Regions from separate parts of the Mus musculus genome. Here all the other regions are linked to region 4. Evidence: chromatin contacts called from public Hi-C and HiChIP or PLAC-seq data. All regions are on one chromosome and are shown on one strand. Each heading gives the region's core, a stretch centred on a gene start, on an enhancer-like site or on the middle of the called end of the contact. The rest is flanking DNA. Distances are from core to core; before and after follow the strand shown.

The links. A called contact is a pair of places that touch in the nucleus more often than the background predicts. HiChIP or PLAC-seq counts read pairs in DNA pulled down with a chosen protein or histone mark.
Region 1: a contact with region 4 is called in an H3K4me3 HiChIP or PLAC-seq map of bone marrow-derived macrophages, with 3 times the contacts expected there. The contact joins the enhancer-like site here to the promoter of Mindy3 in region 4. A contact is called at or near these places in 6 of 39 promoter capture datasets (the 3T3-L1 cell line, 3T3-L1-derived adipocytes, cranial neural crest and 3 more), 1 of 484 Hi-C or Micro-C datasets (bone marrow-derived macrophages), 11 of 115 datasets of contacts at active chromatin or transcription factors (bone marrow-derived macrophages, cardiomyocytes, embryonic forebrain and 6 more) and 2 of 9 other capture datasets (adipose tissue and liver).
Region 2: a contact with region 4 is called in a Hi-C map of bone marrow-derived macrophages, with 20 read pairs. The contact joins the enhancer-like site here to the promoter of Mindy3 in region 4. A contact is called at or near these places in 3 of 39 promoter capture datasets (the 3T3-L1 cell line and frontonasal cranial neural crest), 2 of 484 Hi-C or Micro-C datasets (bone marrow-derived macrophages and cortical neurons), 4 of 115 datasets of contacts at active chromatin or transcription factors (bone marrow-derived macrophages, embryonic midbrain, embryonic stem cells and 1 more) and 1 of 9 other capture datasets (pancreatic islet).
Region 3: a contact with region 4 is called in an H3K27ac HiChIP or PLAC-seq map of extraembryonic endoderm stem cells, with 4 times the contacts expected there. The contact joins the promoter of Pter here to the promoter of Mindy3 in region 4. A contact is called at or near these places in 2 of 39 promoter capture datasets (cranial neural crest and liver), 1 of 15 datasets of contacts at CTCF or cohesin (the NIH/3T3 cell line) and 1 of 115 datasets of contacts at active chromatin or transcription factors (extraembryonic endoderm stem cells).

The regions. Positions count from the first base shown.
Region 1 is chr2:12,022,201-12,024,916 of GRCm38.p6, forward strand. No RefSeq gene overlaps it. Among named protein-coding and RNA genes, the nearest start is that of Gm34768, 120 kb to the left of the region's middle. Within about 2 kb of position 1,466, at least 22 of the 459 cell types and tissues checked have an H3K27ac peak or open chromatin away from gene starts, as enhancers often do. A contact at or near this core is called in adipose tissue, bone marrow-derived macrophages and liver, where this site is marked.
Region 2 is chr2:12,052,412-12,055,256 of GRCm38.p6, forward strand. No RefSeq gene overlaps it. Among named protein-coding and RNA genes, the nearest start is that of Gm34768, 150 kb to the left of the region's middle. Within about 2 kb of position 1,475, at least 46 of the 459 cell types and tissues checked have an H3K27ac peak or open chromatin away from gene starts, as enhancers often do. A contact at or near this core is called in bone marrow-derived macrophages, where this site is marked.
Region 3 is chr2:12,922,678-12,925,377 of GRCm38.p6, forward strand. It overlaps Pter (phosphotriesterase related), which reads left to right and starts at 1,364. Exons shown (of 6, transcript NM_001305437.1): 1 at 1,364-1,521.
Region 4 is chr2:12,418,077-12,420,918 of GRCm38.p6, forward strand. It overlaps Mindy3 (MINDY lysine 48 deubiquitinase 3), which reads right to left and starts at 1,384. Exons shown (of 15, transcript NM_024185.4): 1 at 1,083-1,384. The coding sequence starts at 1,176.

The sequences.
Region 1 (2,716 bases), core at 216-2,715, 400 kb before region 4:
CCTTCTTAGCACCAGCATTACACTCACCTATCACAAAGCCTGACCTTATATAAGTTCTGGGAATGGAACTCAGGTGCCCGTTCTTGATCAGTATGGATATTTCTTGATCAGTATGATATTTCTCCACCAATTACATAGCAGTGAGAAGCCTTCCTCGCTTGTCTACCATTACATTCTTAGAAGGTTTTTATATTTTAATTTTAAAGTTGTTGATTTGTCATATTTTAAAATAGTTACTACAAAATGTCAATTAATTGTTTTAAATTATTTTATTAAAATAAGATTTTAAAAGTCAACAATAATACCATTTGTTAGAACAAGGCATGATAATGTATACTTATAGCCCCAGCTCTTGGGAGGCTGAAGTGTGAGGATTGAGAGTTGGTGGCCACCCTGGGCCACATAAAGAGGTCAAGACCAGCTTGGGATAGAGAGGTCTTATCTCAAAGAAATGAAATAAAGTACTAGTTGGACTGAGCAGTGGTCCAGCTCTATGTACTATGGGTTACCACCACTGTGGAAAAGTATTAGTTAGGCTAGAGTGATTGGTCAGAGAGCACCAGGGGTCAGCTTGTCCATCTCACCAGCACTGGGGTTATTATTCCAGGTCACATGCCTGACTTTTTTTGTGATTTCTTAAATGTGGATTCTTTTAGTAGACATGAAATTTTTGAGTGGACGTAGATAATTTTTATTGGTTTCTTTATATGTATTTCCTTTTTTTAAAAACCCTGTTACTTAAAAATAGAATTTAAAATTCTTTTTAAAATGCACATATTACACATCCTAGGTTGTGTACAACGACTCTCTGAAGAAGCCTGAGGGGAAGGGAAAACTTTGTCTTGCCTCAGATACAGAGCATAGAAAGTCCTTCTGACACTTGTTTCCCCATGGTAGACTTAGCTGCCCAGCTTATCAAAGTAAGGGGCTTGCAACTTAGAAAACCTTGGCATGCGGTACCTCTGCAGAGTGTGAGAAATTCTGCAGTCAACTAAACAGGGCATTAGGAATCTCAGTGGCTCTGCAAAGATCACTTTGGGTGACATTTTGCGCCTTTGTTTTGGGGCCGAGGTGTGATAAGGAAATACTGTCTAGTTGATGAGATTTAGTTTCTCAAGAAGAAACAGGGATCTCCAAGTTAGAGATTTATGTCCAGTGTTTAGTACATTTCCAGCAGGCAACACTAGACTCTGGTCATAAATCTCAACGAACATGGCTTCCTTCCTTCTGTTAGCAGGCCAGCCTCATTCAATCACGACTAAGAGGTGGGAAGCGATCCTAAGTCTTTACTCTCCCCTTTTTCTGTGTCACCCCTTCTTGTGAGTCACATTGTCTGGAAGACCGCAGCTGACAATGTGTGTTTTCCCTTGCTTAGCAGTGACTTCCCTTTGATCTCAACCCTTGACTTGCTGGCAGCCAGCCACATCCTGGAAGGAAGAAGGGGGCCGGAGTGAGGGGAGGTCATATTTATTTTAAAGGAAGTTGAAGGAGCATCTTCAGCAGATGAGCGAGTAAGTCATGGAGCAGAGAGGGTCAGAAGTGTATAAAGTGGAAGACATCAAGACATGCTTGAAAGGATTGAAAATCCCAAAGCATCATCAAGCCCTGGGGCCCGAAACGATATCAGGCAGCATTCACAGCCTGCTAGGAGATTCTGTGACAGCCAGGGCAAGGGTGGCCAGAAATCAAAGGAGTTGGCTTTCCTCCTGGTGCTGTTTCCTAGTCCCCTGTCTTCCCAGTGTTATGATAACTGAATTCTCCTGTGATACTTCCTAGTGCCAACACCAACAGAGTGTAGCAGGGAGACGCTGTAGATAGGGCAGTGTCCCAAACAGCTGCCTTGTGTCTTGTTTTGAGAGCATAACCTTATGAAGACCATTGGGAAAGTATCTGCCTGTCTCCGGGAGTGAAGTGTCACTGTAAGCCTTTTTTTCTTTCTAGAAAGTGGAACTGAAGTCATCTACGTGTGCACTCAAAGTTCCTGCTCTGGCCATCGGTGAGCCATCTGTTCATTAGAGGATGAATCAGGTCAGGCTGCTAAGCTTGTTGCCTCTGTGACATAGCCATCAAACCACAATTGCCAGACTCTGGGGGTCTTCTTTGGAGGGTGCTTGTTGCCATGGGGATATACTGTGCAGGCTTGATGCATCCATCCCAAGCTAGACCTTAGACTCAGTGCTGATAGGCTTTCTAAGATCCTTATTCTTAGACATAATAAATATGTAAAACCCTAGGATATTTTATGTACCTCACATAAATATATAAAACATCATAGTATTTCATGAGCTTCCTGTAAATATATTGTTTGCTCTCAAGTGTCTTACAGTGTGGGATCAAATTAAGAAGCAAATGTCTACAACAGTTTTCTTAACAGTGTTAGTTCCATTTCCTTTTTCAATAGTGTATATTTACTCCTAACTATAAATTACTAGATAATATAAAGAAAATAATAAATACCTCCACTCCCCAACTTTCCAGACAGAAAATCCTAAAATACATATATAAAATCATTACGCTTAGATTTTCAGTATAGTTGTGCGTGCTATCTTTCTTAAGAACCTTATAATGCTTTCAAATTCTTATTTAATTTTAGCTTAACTATTACATCAAGTCTGGAAGAATATCTGCAACATTCTAGTAGGTGAACTGGTATTTTCTATACTGGTGCCCGGTGCATTATTTAAAGTCAGATGTGATTTACATCTGGTCTACCATA
Region 2 (2,845 bases), core at 225-2,724, 370 kb before region 4:
CTCATCACTTCATCTCATGTGACATGAAGTAGAAGTGATGAAGTGGTTGGTGCAATAACTCCACTCCTATTTTGTGTGCCACTGGGCCTCTTGGGCTCATTGCATTGTTCAGGTTAGAGAATTTAGCTTTAGTGATTTCTCGGGGATGCAGGTAGCTTCATACAAGGTTCACCTACAAAGTCATCATTCCTTTCTGAAGTTGTCTCTGGAGATATCAAAGCTTTTGGGAGACATCTCTAGGGTACACAGTAAGATGTGTCTAAACCCTCAAATGTGGCGGGGTGGTGGGCTGCTCTTGTTTCTCTTCTGTCACTCAGGGATTACTCAAGTCTTCAAGGACTGACCTGCTTCATTGTGATTTTGGTCACTAGCTCTAGGACAATTAATTATGTCTTCCATTACATCTCATTGCTTGATTTCTTCCATTTTAGGACATCTGCAGTGGAGTTTAGATTTAGAAAGCATGCTTTTAGATGGAAGGGTTTGTATCTATACCAAGAAGGACAGAATTCCTTACCTCTTAGCAGGGCTATTTGTAAGCTAAGATTAAACTTGATGAACAATTGTTGAAGGCTTAGTTTCAACACACTATGTAAATCCCAGACCTTGCCTGAATGCTGCATGAACCCTGTGGATAGCCACAAGAGATTTACATTTAGGGATGGGGATATCTGTCTCTCAAAGTGGCTGCCTCTTAGTTGGAACAGGAAGCTGGGGAACCCGTGGTCTTGCAGCCTTTAAGGGTGACTGGAAAAACTCAACTGAGTTCAGCAGACTAAGGTATCATTCCATTTCTCTATGCAGATGGCTAGAAAGCAGTCCCTCCTCACTCCAGGCATCTCTATCCAGGCTGTGTCTGGTTGTATGGTTGTTTATTTTGGAAGTGTCACAATAAATAACTGGAGAGAGGATATTAGAGAAAGTCTTCTTGGGAAAGGTCACAAATTCTTTGGGGACATAAAGCCTCCTGCATGTGGTCACTAATAAGAGGAAATCGCTATAGATAATATTTGCTTTTTCTACATTCCCCAAGGACAGTAAAATAGAAACAGGAACAAGCAGTAGAAAAAAAAAATCTGTTATTTGTTTGTCTAGAAAAGCCTTCTATTTTAGTCATTTCTGCTAAAGCAGGGACTGGACTCTGAGCTGATGTGGTGCCCTGATAGTTGTTGGCCAGATCTACTGGATAGCTTGGGAATCACAGTTACAGCAGGAGGAGTGAGGTCTTCTCTTGTCCCACCAGGCCTGGGCCAGTGCTTTGTGAGATGTGGCATTGGGCCTCTGGTTCTTCCTGTTGGCTACAACCCGAGAATTCCTAGTATAGCGTTTGGAGACAGCTTTGCTGCCTTAGGCAAGGAAACAGGAGGAAGAGTTAAAAAAATCAAATGGCAGAAAACAATGGCAGGTACTGTTTGCACATATTCAGGGGCTCTCCGAATCACTCTGTGCATCTCTCTATAAGGGTTTTGGCTCAGTTACTCACGCAAACCTCCACAAGGACCATGAGTCAGTGCCAAAGCTTACATCACCAGGAAGATAAAATAAGACGTGTGCGTGTGTGTGTGTGTGTGTGTGTGTGTGTGTGTGTGTGTGTGTGTAGCTTAGGGGACAAAAGGAGGCGCCAGCCACATCTGGGGCAGTGACCCTCCCCAGGATTCTGCCCTATGTCCAGAGGTGGAAAGGACCCCCCAAGGAGTTCCTGGATCAGCAAAGGTCATCAAAGAGAGGGCCTTCTTCCAGGGAGAGTTGTTTATTTTTCTTCCTGAATTTTTTGAAATTTCCACTTAGAAATTCTGAATTTGTATTTGCAGGCCCACCTTCCTTTAGCTTGCAGCAGAGAGATCCTTCATAGTCCAGCAGGGGAACATTTGGATTTCAAACATCTTTAACAAGGATGAGGTCGGCAGAAGAGTCAGCAACCAGGCTGACTCACTGCTACTTTCAAAGGAGTTATTGAGGTGGAGAAAGACTGACAAACCTCCCGTGGAATAGGGACAGAAACCCAAGAGAGAGTTAAAAACAGCGTGAAAAGGTTCCCTAGCCATTGGGGAGGAGGGTCACATTGAAAAGAAAGGGATTAATTATACTTGAAATCTCACAGGAAACTTTTTCTTTTATAGAGGACAAAAATGAAGTATGAAGTTTATAATCTGTACTGAAGTATGTACCAGGTCAGGTGCTGAAGATGCACACATGGCTGGAGGCAGGGGAGAAACTGGGACAAATTTAACAGAAATTGAAGCAAGAAGTCCCCCAACCCATCTTCATCTCTCTCTCTCCTTCTCTTTCTGTCTCTGAATGTCTCTCCCCCTTTTTTCTGTCTTTCTCTCCCACCTCTCCCCATCTGTGTGTGTGTTTATGTCTCTGTCTGTCTGCATCTCTCTCTCTCTCTCTCTTTCTCTCTCTCTCTCTCTTTCTCTCTCTCTCTCTCTCAATATGTGTGTCTAAAAGCATCAAAGCATTGCCCTTTTGGACTAGAAAAGAAAGTACATGCCTGGTGTTCAGACCAGCTGAGGGCCTGTCACCAGGGAGTCCTCTACATCTCTCCAGCCACAGTTGTGTTTCACAGAAGGGCCACCAGGCTAGGATAGTCTGAGTCCTGGAAAAAGTAGACACTAAGATGAGTTTGACAGGTGAAGATGAGGCCGATGATATGAGCATATCCATGTAGAGGGATACCTCTGAAGAAGGATATGGTCTGGGAGCCAGGACAGGCTGAGAGCAATCATACTACTGCAGACTCTAACCCAGGGAGCACCACGGGAAGAAAGGTTGGAGGAAGCCATCATGCACTCAGGGAAGTTTCAGCAACTGAAATGTACTGGGTCACTGGGGAGACTCTGGA
Region 3 (2,700 bases), core at 114-2,613, 500 kb after region 4:
GCATTCTGCTCTTCCTAACTTCCACATTTATTCTCCCCCTCTCTTAGTTTGAGACCCTATGTTTATTCTAGGATTTACCTAGCTAAATTTTTCTCAATATCTGCCCCTTACTAACCCCCTTATCAAGGGCTTCTCCTACTGTAGCATTGCTTAAAAAGAGAAGTAATCGAGGAAAGAAAGAGAAGGGAACTGTGTAACTTTCCTTCTTTCTTTCCTTCTGACTTAAATAAAAGTATTTTCTGCCTTCCAATCAAAGCTCCCTAAGAAGATATGGTACCATGGTTGATATAAACTAAACTGCAGTTTAGTCCTGGCCTAGAACTTGAAGAGCCTTCTCTAAGTCTGTTTCCTTGTCTGTAATCAGAGAAAAACTGCCTGCAGACTGGCTTCGCAGATAAAGGTGATTTGCCCATCTGAATTCCATCCCAGAACCCATATAGTGAAAGAAATTCCGAGGAAAACCGTTTTCACCTACACACAATACAATGTAACAACCTTTAAACAAGTAAAACTCTATTTTTAAACGTTAAGCAGAAACAGGTTGGTTTCCAAGTGTAACAGAACTGCCTTCATAAGCCATTGATTCTTAGCTCTAAACCTGTCTTCCTTAGAAATGACTGCTCTAAGTTCTTCCTCTTCCTCGGATTTCAGATTAAAATGAAATGGGAGTTCAATGCAGACAGGTAAGACTTTGTATGGTGACAGCGGCTCCTAAGACCATGATTTGCAGACTAGTGCATATTGACTGAGCTTGGTTCAGTGATGCCAAGTAGTAGGGCTGCTTCATGTGGTCTAGTACAGCACTCAAGTTTTAAATGCAGCAAGCAGGTCCAGGAAAACGAAAAAAAAAAACCAAAACAAAACAATCAACAAAAGAGAGAAAGCCAGAATTCCCTGTGTTAATCATAGGGATACAAAACGCAGCATGACATCAAATTGGCAGTGCTTGTCTTGGAGGACACAGGAAAAAAAAATTACTCAAGGAGTCTGTAATTGAGACCTGGGCAAAATCCAGTAGCTTACTTTCTCCTTGGGGATTTCACATCAGCTGAGCCAAAGAGAAATGGGATAATTAGGATGTAGACTGGGTGGGCTCTTAACTCAGCCTCTGAGAGCAGTTTAGCTGCAAACTTCAGGCTTGCTCCTGAGTAGGGCCTCCAGCTGGTGGGAGTTCAGCCTGGACTTAAAATCCTCCCTGTCAGAGCAGAAACCTAATGGGCGGGGTTTCAGAGCTGGCGCGGGCTCACAGGGAGTGGTTTTAAATCTGAGTGGGAGTGACTTAGGGTCAGTGGGCGGGGAAAAGGCTAGTGGACATGCAAAGTGGGAGGATCGGAGGGAGGGGACGGCGGCAGGGTGAGGCGATGATGCGGTGGGGGTGGGGGTGGAAGAGAGAGACAACTTCCCAAAGGGAGGGGAAGCCGACCTAGCTCAAGTCAAGTTCCCAGGGGGAGAAGGCGGCGCACAGCGCGGAATGAAGGAAGCCCCGGAGCTGGTTAAGTAGCTGTGGACCTGGTAGGAAAGGTGAGGACTTAGGCCTGGAACTCAGGGCTTGTCCTGCAAGCAGCCACGTGGAGCGGCACCCTGGGAAAGGGGAAGCGGCCCTGCCACCTTTCTCTGGAGGTCCCGGAGTTGCAAAGACCATGGGGCCTGGCTTCAGGAGCCTTGGAGAACTGACTTGGGCTCAGAGGGCGCTGACCTTCCCCCAACCTCAGGTCTCCCAAAGTCTGATTTGAAAGCTCGAGGCCCTGAGCAGGTCCCGTGCTGTACTTGCTCGGTTCTGTCTGACTGCTGAACTCTAGGGACCTGTTGCAGTAGCTTTGCTCTCCCTACATGGGCTGAAATGGAAGGTGGAGGCATCTGTTCCCTGCTCCGGTTTCTTTAACAAACTTCAACAGCAGAATCCACTTTCTCCTGGATTGTTTACCTTCTTGTAGCTGTATTGCAACACTTAAATGTGACTCCTTAGATATCTGAGCAAAGTTTATACGCCCTGATTCTGAGTGGTGGCTGTAAAGATGCCTTAGATATAGTGATACCTGCCAGGGCAGACATCTTCAAATCTCCTCCGACATGGAGTGACTAACAAGCGTTTACTTTTTGTACTCAAGGATACTGCTTTCGTTGCGACAAAGAAAGAATGAGTGGTCCCGGGGACTAGACAACCACTTGGACCATTCCATTTTAGTTTACATAGACAGAAGGGATGGATGGATGTCCAACAGTATCCTTGAGGCCTGGTGCCATTCTATAAATAATGAATTCACGCCAAAAAAAAAAAAAAAAGAAAGAAAAGAAAAAGGAAAGGGAAGAAGAGAGGAGACAAGGAGGGAGAGGGGGAAAGAGAGAGAGAAAGAGAGAGAATCGCAGTGCGCACCGAAAAGAAAAAGATCAGACTATTTCTGACTATCAATCAGTCAGATGACAATTTTCAAAAGGATAATTTGAACACCAGATTCTGCTAGTGTGTCTTTATGAAATTATGATTTTATTTATGGAGGCTGGATGTTACTTTAAAATTATCAAAGTAACTGAAACATAGTATATGTAGTTTTGGAGTCAAAGAGGAAACAGATTTTATTTCTGTTCCTGGTTCCTGAATCCTAGGGATGTCCAAGTACTTATTTTTTGAAATTTACCTAAACTCTAAAGTCTAATTAATTACACAGCCTTGCCAGATAGCTTCATGGTATGGATGAGCAA
Region 4 (2,842 bases), core at 134-2,633:
CACATTAATTACAACATGAAACTGCTTTCCCGTATTACTCACCTAGATCTCCACCCTCCCACCACCCATCCAAAAAACATTCCAAACACTGACGATAACTTAAAGCTCACTCGAAGGCTGGAGATGTAATGATCTTAACAGTGGCACCCTCTTTGTATCACACATTGCAGTCCCAGGGCCCCTCCCCTTTCACTCCTGCAGCAGGTTAGCCCAGAGTGGCAGAGGCACTTGCGTTCTTTGGTAAACACTCTCTCACTCAAACTCTTCCTCATCAAAAGCCATTTAGAGCAATGGTTCTCAACCTGTGGGTCGCGACCCCCTGGGAGTCGCATATTAGATATTTATATTACTACGTAACCGTAGCAAAATTACAGTTATGAAGTACTTTTATACAAAATACTTTTATAATTAGGGGTTACCACAACATGAGGAGCTGCATAAAAGGGTCACAACATTAGGATGGCTGAGAACCACTAATTGGAGCAGGGGTACTAGCTCTGGGTATCCAACAGGCCAGAGCAATGGCAATAGAACCTAACACAGAGTACCCGAGGTGTCTGAGCCGGGTTATTGGAATCAAGTCCGGGATCTAGAACTGAGCGCAGAGTCCCGAAAGTGGTCAGAGCAGGGGTACTGGGATCAAACTCTGTAGGAAAGAGTGCGAGTACCGGAAGATTAGAGTTGTACTAGTACCAAGCGCCGGTACAGGGAAAGAAAGCGAGTGCGGGAAGCCGAGCAGCCGCAGCTGGGGTACTGGGACCAAGGGCTGGTACGGGGAAAGAGTGCGGATACTAGAGGGACTGAAGCCGGGATACTAAGCGCGAGCACAGGGAAGGAGTGAGGGGACCGGAGGGGCTGGAGCTACTGGGACAGAACGCGGGTGCCCCGAGTGCCTAAAGCGTGGTTACTGGGACCAAGCACGGGTACTGGTGAAGAATGGGCATTGGGGCCAAGCGCCAGGTACCCGAGGTGATGGGGTCGGGGCGAGATGGTGGAGCGGGGGTAATGGGACCGAAAGAGGCGTCCTGGCCCGACTCCCGGAGCCCAAGCTGAGCGGCTGGAACGGAGCCCTGCCTTGGTACCTTGCGTCCAGCGGCAGAAGATGGTGTCCGACAGTCCGGGACTGCTCTTGGTGCCCCACACCAGCTCCAGCAGCTCTTTGGTCACTTCGGACATGATGGGAACTGGACAAGAAGTGGGTCTTTGCTTCTCGGACTCCGGTCCCGGAACATAGGGAAGGGGAGGCTCGAGAAAAGGGCAGCGGGACGGCAGCGGTCGGACGCGAACGGGAGGTCGAGATGGGTGAGGGCAGCACACTGCCGGCACAGACCGCCTGTCAAGCCGGGCGAAGCGGCAACTAGGAGTTTCCCCTGCCGGAAGCGGCCTGACTTCCGGCTTCCTTTAGCCCCGCCCCCGCGGAGGGCTGGGAGAAAAAAAAAAAATCTCTTCCCCGGAAGCAGAAGTGGAGAGAGAGTCTCTAAACGCTAGGAGACTTTGGCTTTTTTTGGGAGCTGTCCTGTTTGGGGATAGTTGGACTATTGACTTTTGCACTGCCCTACCAGGGGGCTGAGACCTCCTCTCCTGGACTCTGCTCTACTTTTTTTCTTAACCTTTTTTAAAAAATTGATTTCTGCTCTACTTTTGTAGCAGGCTTTGAGGCTTTTGCTGTTACCTGGTCCTTGAAATCTAGAATATTATGTAAGCTAGAATTATAAGAGGATGGGCTATACCCTTGAGTTGAAAGTTGCCTTCCTCAGTCTCTTGATAAACCTTAAAAAAAAAAAAATCCAACCAAGTCATTAGCTAGTTACACCTGTAAATGCATTTGTGTATTTAAAATACCTCTACAGGTATAACACATTACAAAGCTAACTGGGGCTAAGCTGACCTAAACCAACCAATTGATAAATAGCACAGATTTCATATCGAAATTTTAAGGCCCCTATGTTGGCAGTACTTGGGATTAAAGACCCAGGTTTTATTCAAGGATTAACATTCCATTATACTTAGTATGAAAACTATTTGTGGCATTTAAAAAAGAATTTTCATTGGTTGGCTTTGACAATTAGGAATGGAAAGGGCAAATGTGCATTATAAAAGTTTGTGGACATTGGGGTGTTTGTTTGCTTATTTGTTTCTGGAATGCAGTATTTCATACTTATTTGGAAGTCGGACTCTGAGTCATGAAAACCCCAGACTCTTCCATGCTGAATATCAAGTTAGCTTCACTCCACCTTTGATTGTTGTTCCCTAAATTAGTAATTGCCATACACTTATCACCATTACACATATTGTGAGGTATAAAAGAAAAAAAATGTGTAAAAGGATCCAGGTCCTTTCTGGCATATGGAATATATTCACAAAACAAGGGATATTTTATTCATTAAGATATTTTGTGGCAATTTGATGCAACACCAATGACTCACATTTTAGGCACCTTGCTATTTAATATAGTAATTTTTCAAGACACATAGTTTGCTGATTTCAAAATACAGATATCTTATCTTGTTCCACGTTAACTAGTTAAGATAAATGAACTCATTTTAAATCACCCAGTTTGAAAACAAGGGTTTCCTAATGTATAGTTTTTTTAAAGCATTCTTCCCTGTAGTACCAGGGGATTGCTAAAAATACCTGTTGTGACCACGGCCTTCCTCATGAGTTTTTAAAAATGTCTCTTGTATTCTCTATATTATTTTTTAAAAAATTACATTCATGCCAGGCATGATGGCACACACCTTTAATCCCAGCACTTAGGAGGCAGAGGCAGATGGATTTCTGAGTTCAAGACCAGCCTGGTCTACAAAGTGAGTTCCAGGGCAGCCAGGGCTATACAGAGAAA